Regions from separate parts of the Hordeum vulgare genome. Here region 1 is linked to region 2. A link is a contact called in public Hi-C data. All regions are on one chromosome and are shown on one strand. Each heading gives the region's core, a stretch centred on a gene start, on an enhancer-like site or on the middle of the called end of the contact. The rest is flanking DNA. Distances are from core to core; before and after follow the strand shown. Region 1 has its middle 51 kb from the start of LOC123403044. Region 2 holds the start of LOC123404799 (cyclase-like protein 1).

Region 1 (3,035 bases), core at 514-3,013, 760 kb after region 2:
CTGCAGCAGCGGAGGTGGCGAGCGATTCTCAGACAATAAATCTGCCGGCATTGATTTCTACAGTAGGCGTTTTCCATCCTGGTATGCTTTCCTTTTGCATCCTGAAGCACGAGCCCGAATTTACTGATGTTACCTAGACATACGGTACGCCATGCAGTAGACATGCGTCTGGATCCAGTCGGTCGATCGATCTCCGTCCCTGTGGGAATTGAGCAGACTGCTAGGGGTGAGAATAAATATCAATGCGACATTTTGAATGTTTGTTTGGGTGGAATTTAATGTCTTGCTTCGCTTTTGCCCAGTTTCGTTCTTGAACACAAGCCAACTAGCCCTCCCTATTTTGCCAGGCGTACCAGTTCGCATGTCGATGGGCTCTTTTGGTCAGTTGTACCTGGATGGTGGACTAGATGCCATGGCGCGGGCTGACGACAACATGGGCTTCGTGCTCCTGAGCAGCAAGAAAGAAAATAACATGGATGAAGGGAAAGAGATAATTGTTTACCGGGGCAAAAGTAAGTTTGTTAGCCTCCCCTCTGAGAGCACTGTGATTTTGTATTTACAAACTATTGACTGACAAATAGTTGCATTCTCTAACGCAGCCGATCTCCCGAAGGAACTGAATTTGCTAGCAAACTTTGGCGTGGAGAACATCTACGTTACAATGTGGAGACGTGTCGTTTGGTAATTATAAATCGCTTGCTTGGTGGTGAGGCAGGACACACGTATAATATCACTTCTCACGAGTACATGTTTCCTTGTAGATTTTTGTGCCTGTTAAAGGGGGCGGCGGATTCCACGTGCTATATGTCTTCGACATGTTGAAGAAGGTTGTACATGTGATGGACCCCAAAAGAACGCAGTATGACATCATAGAGCTCGAAATGAAACACGCGCGTGTCATGGACCGTCTCCTGTTTGGTCTGTGCAAGTGCATTGAGACGTTTTTCGTTGGGTGGCATGTTAGAGCGGACGATTTCAAAAGGAAGGCGCACCGCATGATGCACGAACCATCGAGCAGGTAAATGCGTATTTAGCTCTTGACCCTCGGATTTGTTAAAATGCATTTTTGACTGAATCAAATAATGATCTAAAAAACGGTTTTGCTATTCTACAGTCGAGTGTTTTTCAATTCGCCGTCATTCAATTTTGTGTTCATCCGATCTGGTGCTAAGATTCGCGCCGAGAACTTTGGTTTTTAGGCGCTGTGTATGGAGTATGTATTTTTCGACTTCAATAATTGTACTTCTTTAGTATTTAAACTGTACTTTTTGGTGATTTACACTACTTTTTTGGTATTTACAGTGTAAATTCATCAGTTTTTACAGTGTGAGTTCATCAGTTTTTACAAGTGTAATTCTAGGAGATTTGGGTGTAATTCGAGGGATCTATGACTGTAATTTATGGGTGTTTTACGCTGTAACTTCATCAATAAATACACTGTAATTTTATAAGTTCCACTGATTTGACTTAAGTTGTTCTATTATTGGTTAGAAAACTTGAGTGATGCCCAATTTATTTTCAGTCGAATGTCAAATAGACACTCCCAAAAATGCAGCAATGACTCGCCTTTCTTCAACGTCCACTACATGATGAAATTTGATGGGGAATACATGACAGAAGAGATATGGCCGGTGAGTGTACACACTTGTGTTTTTTGTTTTGTTTTTGCTAGTGTGTATCGGACGCTCATCGAATGTGATTGCTCAACCAGGACCAGATGTTTCGGTTGAAGCAGCAGCTTATGAGGTTTCCCTCACTCTGCTAGGGAACAGAGGGGCCCCCCTTCAGAGGTTGTGGACCCGGAAGTCTGATGATATGGTCGGTCTCTTAGCTCAGGCCCGCGAATGGTTGCGGTTATTGTATAATTAAACTTATGACGCAAGAGAAAATCGAGTGCGTGCCTGCCCTCGCGTTTTTACTTTCTAGAACATCTATTTGTATAATTAAGACCTACTCCTCGGAAGCGCATGCAGCCAGACTTGTGCACTTACGCTTTTGTTGTGTTTCTAATTAAGAAAAATGGTACTCCCTACGTCCGGAAATACTTGTCCTAGAAGTAGATGTATCTAGACTTATCTTAGTTATAGATACATCCATTTTGTACATATTTAGGACAAGTATTTCCGGACGGAGGGAGTATGAAATCCATCAACATCGTTGTCGCGCGTGGACGATGTGCAGCTCTGTCTGAATCAAAACATTGCTTCGCATACCGTCTTCTTGGGATACACTGTTTTTATTGCGGGGTTAGCGGACTAATCGTCAAAGTTAATCGAAGATTTAATCTTCAATCGAGCGATTCATCGGTTAGTCGGCTATCTCAATGACTCATATGAGTAACTAAAATTGGGTTTAGGGTTTAACGGTCTAAAATAAGCTTGTTTGTTGGACGCACACGGGCAGTTCGATGGAGGAGCCCCTTCTGATGGAAAACTCAGAAATGTCAATTATATTCAAAACGGTGCTTGGGACAGCAATTGTCGTACAGAAACACGAAAGAGCCGTAGAAAAATTAATTATATGTTTTTATTATGTCTACAATAACCCTTGTGACATATTTCCAACGGCGGTCTAGTTTGGCCTTTTGTCTAGATCGGCGGAGGGTCATCTTGTTACACAAGTGGATGGTACGGAGAACACACGAAAAATGTGATAATTGGCTACATTGTTTTATTGTGGGTTTAGCGGTATGGTAGTGAAGGCAGTTAATCGAAGGTTTAATCAGTTAATCGGGCGATTTGTCGGTTAGTCGGCTCCTCAATGACTCATATGAGTAGTTAAAATTGATTTTAGGGTTCAACGGGCTAATTAAGCTTGTTTGTTGGATGCCGCATCGCACACGCGCAACTCAACGGAGCAGCCCACATCGGAACCCCCCGGTTGCCCATGTGATGGAAAACTCAGAAATGTCAATTATATTCAGAATGGCCCATGGATGGTTCGGCTCGGAAAGTGTGAAAACCATAGCGGGGGATCCCCCCTCGGAACACCGGTGGTGTATCCACGGGGGGACTCCAAATGTCTTTTATCTTCAG
Region 2 (2,896 bases), core at 63-2,562:
CATCGTGAGATTGAGGATGGAACCACTCATGGTCGGCTCCGGGATGATCTAGTAGAGCACCACTCGCATTTGGATGGACGGCGCATTGGCCCATGATGTATCTTTGTTTTACTTTTCTATGTCCTATTTGATTCGAACAATTGTTGTTATTTGCTCAAACATTGTTGTAATGATTTGAATGATTATTGTTTTATTCGATGTTGTAATAATAACTAGAATGATTATTGTTTTATGTCAAATGTGATTGAATTTGTGATATGTCATGTGATGAAATGTGATGAAATGTGTGATATATGAATGACAGTTTTAAGGTTTGGGGCTGGGGCAAAGACTAGAACCCTCAAACCCAACCCTTATAACGGAATATTCCGTTATAAGGGTTGGGTTTGAGGGTTCTAGTCTTTGCCCCTGTTTTTCAACCCTTAAAAGTGTCAAAAATATGCAATTCTCAATCCTTAAAACTGATTTTTGTTTTAAGGGTTTGAGGGTTCTACTAGAGATGCTCTTAGAGATGCTCTAGCTAACCATTTAACCAGTGTTTATTTGCGAGACCGCAGGCTGGAGATTCACATAAACGGTGAAAGCTAAGTTCTGGTCGGAGAAATCCAGGGATGCGCACCGTTGAGGACATCGAGGTCGAGCGTGTCCACGTCGAGGCCGGCGGCGAAGTGGGCCTGGTTCATGTGCCCCGGCGCGTCGACGTGGGTGCCCATGTGGCAGTGCATCCGGAGCTCCGACAAGTTGTAGTCCGACCCGTTCTCCATCGACTCTTTGAGCCGCACCAGCGGGCCCGCCGCCGCGTCGGGCGGCATGCCCGGCCGGTACGCGTGCGTGATGTCCACGATGCGCCCGCCGCCGTACTCCTCCAGCCCCAGGCCATGGCGGCGACCGTCCGCGCCTCCGGGCGCCGGCGTGTCGGCCTCCGCGCCCGCGTAGACCGCCTGGCGTGCCGGGAGGAGGAGGACCAGCAGGAGGAGGGTGAGAGCCGGCGCGGCCGCCATGCCTCCGAGCGCCCACTCTGGTCCGTGGACTCTCTGGGCTGTGATGGCCACTGGAAGTTGCAGCTCTTCCTTGATTTCTGGTGGTCAATACAATGCTGAATGGAACAAGTACGCACCAAGCTTCACTGAGGCCGGCTGGCTGGGCATGAGATAACGGACAGTGAAAGGGCGACGTCTGAAAACCACATGATTTTAGCCTGTTCAAACAGTCCTCGGCAAACATCTACTCCCTCCGTTCTTAAATACTACTCCCTCTGTCCCAAATCGAGCGACTCAACTTTGTACTAACTTCAGCATAAACTTAATACAAAATTGAGTCATTTATTTTGAAACGGAGGGAGTATTAAGTCTTTTTTAAAGATTTTTATATAAACTACATACAAAGCAAACTGAATGAATCTACACTTTAAAATACGTTTATATACATCCATAGTCCATATTAAAAAATTTAAGAAGACTTATATATTTAGGAACCAAGGGAGTATCAACCGAGTACTCGTATCAAAAGATCTTACACATGTTCACCAGCATGCAACTTATTTTGCTTTACAAGAAATGTAGTTGCAGATATACTACAGCAGTTTAACACGCTAGCATTATAGAGAACAATCCAACGTATCACAGCAATGGTAGTAGTACTAGCAGGCTTTGTCATCGGCGGGTCGAGTCGAAACATTGCAGAAACTGATTGAGGAAAATGTAGTTGAAAATTGCTGAACTCTATTGGAAATTATACAGCTAACAAACTCGTGTGGTTCATCATTGGTTACAGCACAACGTCGTGGGAGCAAGCAGACTGACACGAGTAACTATAAGTCTGTCTTGCATCACTTACTTATTCGTAGTATTGCTATATTTTCCTTGCTGATTTGACAATACAAACTGGTATGCATCACAGGAGGCATTTTCTTTTTTCCACTAAGATGGACCGTGGACAAATATACTGTAGCAACTGCGGGCACGATGCGCTACGGCCTTTGGCAAGAGCAGCCACTATGATTGCGATGATCACTTGATAAGAATGCACCTGATTGGTGAACCCTCGGATCCAACCAGTCTCAGAGGTAAGCAGTGTAGCATGTAAAGTCCAGTGTTGACGTTGTCTAGTTTCAGGGCTTCGACTAGGATGATATCCTGACAGAACAGAGTAAGTAAAATAACCGGTAGTTTCAATCAACAATGCCATCTCTAAAAAGGTAAGTTCATCACCGATAATGTGAACGTAAATGTTCTTTAGAGGAGCATCAAAATTGTGTAAGAGCATCTCCAACAGGCGCCCAAAAACTACTCCACGCGTTAAAAGATTTGTTTTTTGGGCGCCGGACAGCTCCAACAAACGCTGTAAAACAATGCGCGCGCTAAAAACTTTTGGGCACGCGCTTAAAAACGCTATCGCGCGCAACATATTCGATGCGCCGGCTTGCGCGCGCACTAAACTCTGAGCTGTTGCAGGTGGGGCCGCTGGACCGGACTGGATTGGGCGCCGCACTAGCGCGCGTCTGTTGGAGATGCTCCGGTCCCCGCGCTTTAAAAGTGTTACAGTGGCGCGCTAAAAAACTTATTGGGCGCGAATTTTTTGCGCTGTTGTTGGAGATGCTCTAAGGAAACATTGTACCCCCAAGAGAAGGTGATTAGCAAAGAATTTGAGGAACTAAGGCTTCAGTTAACTTGTCAACATGTAATGCTGTACTAACATGTTTTCAGAGTTGGCTATTTAGTCAGTAATGCTCGTGAAGGGATTTTCTGTAGTAGGCTTGGGGATTAAGCAGCATAGGTCAGAGATTAGTGCAGAACAACGAGGGTGGCTTCAAATTCACAATTCGTTTTTAGCTCATGAAAGGGCATACTCTTACCGCATTTTTGAAGAAGGCCACATGGGCAGAGATCAAGTTATC

The links. A called contact is a pair of places that touch in the nucleus more often than the background predicts.
Region 1: a contact with region 2 is called in a Hi-C map of leaf, with 3 times the contacts expected there. The contact joins the enhancer-like site here to the promoter of LOC123404799 in region 2. A contact is called at or near these places in 3 of 6 Hi-C or Micro-C datasets (leaf and seedling) and 1 of 1 datasets of contacts at active chromatin or transcription factors (embryo).

What each region holds. Positions count from the first base shown.
Region 1 is chr6H:169,189,863-169,192,897 of MorexV3_pseudomolecules_assembly, forward strand. It overlaps the pseudogene LOC123405260. Among protein-coding and RNA genes, the nearest start is that of LOC123403044, 51 kb to the right of the region's middle. Within about 2 kb of position 1,764, at least 1 of the 3 cell types and tissues checked has open chromatin away from gene starts, as enhancers often do. A contact at or near this core is called in leaf, where this site is marked.
Region 2 is chr6H:168,431,157-168,434,052 of MorexV3_pseudomolecules_assembly, forward strand. It overlaps LOC123404799 (cyclase-like protein 1), which reads right to left and starts at 1,313. Exons shown (of 6, transcript XM_045098746.1): 1 at 620-1,313. The coding sequence starts at 1,001. It overlaps LOC123404798 (cyclase-like protein 1), which reads right to left. Exons shown (of 6, transcript XM_045098744.1): 5 at 2,855-2,896; 6 at 1,702-2,135. The coding sequence ends at 2,010.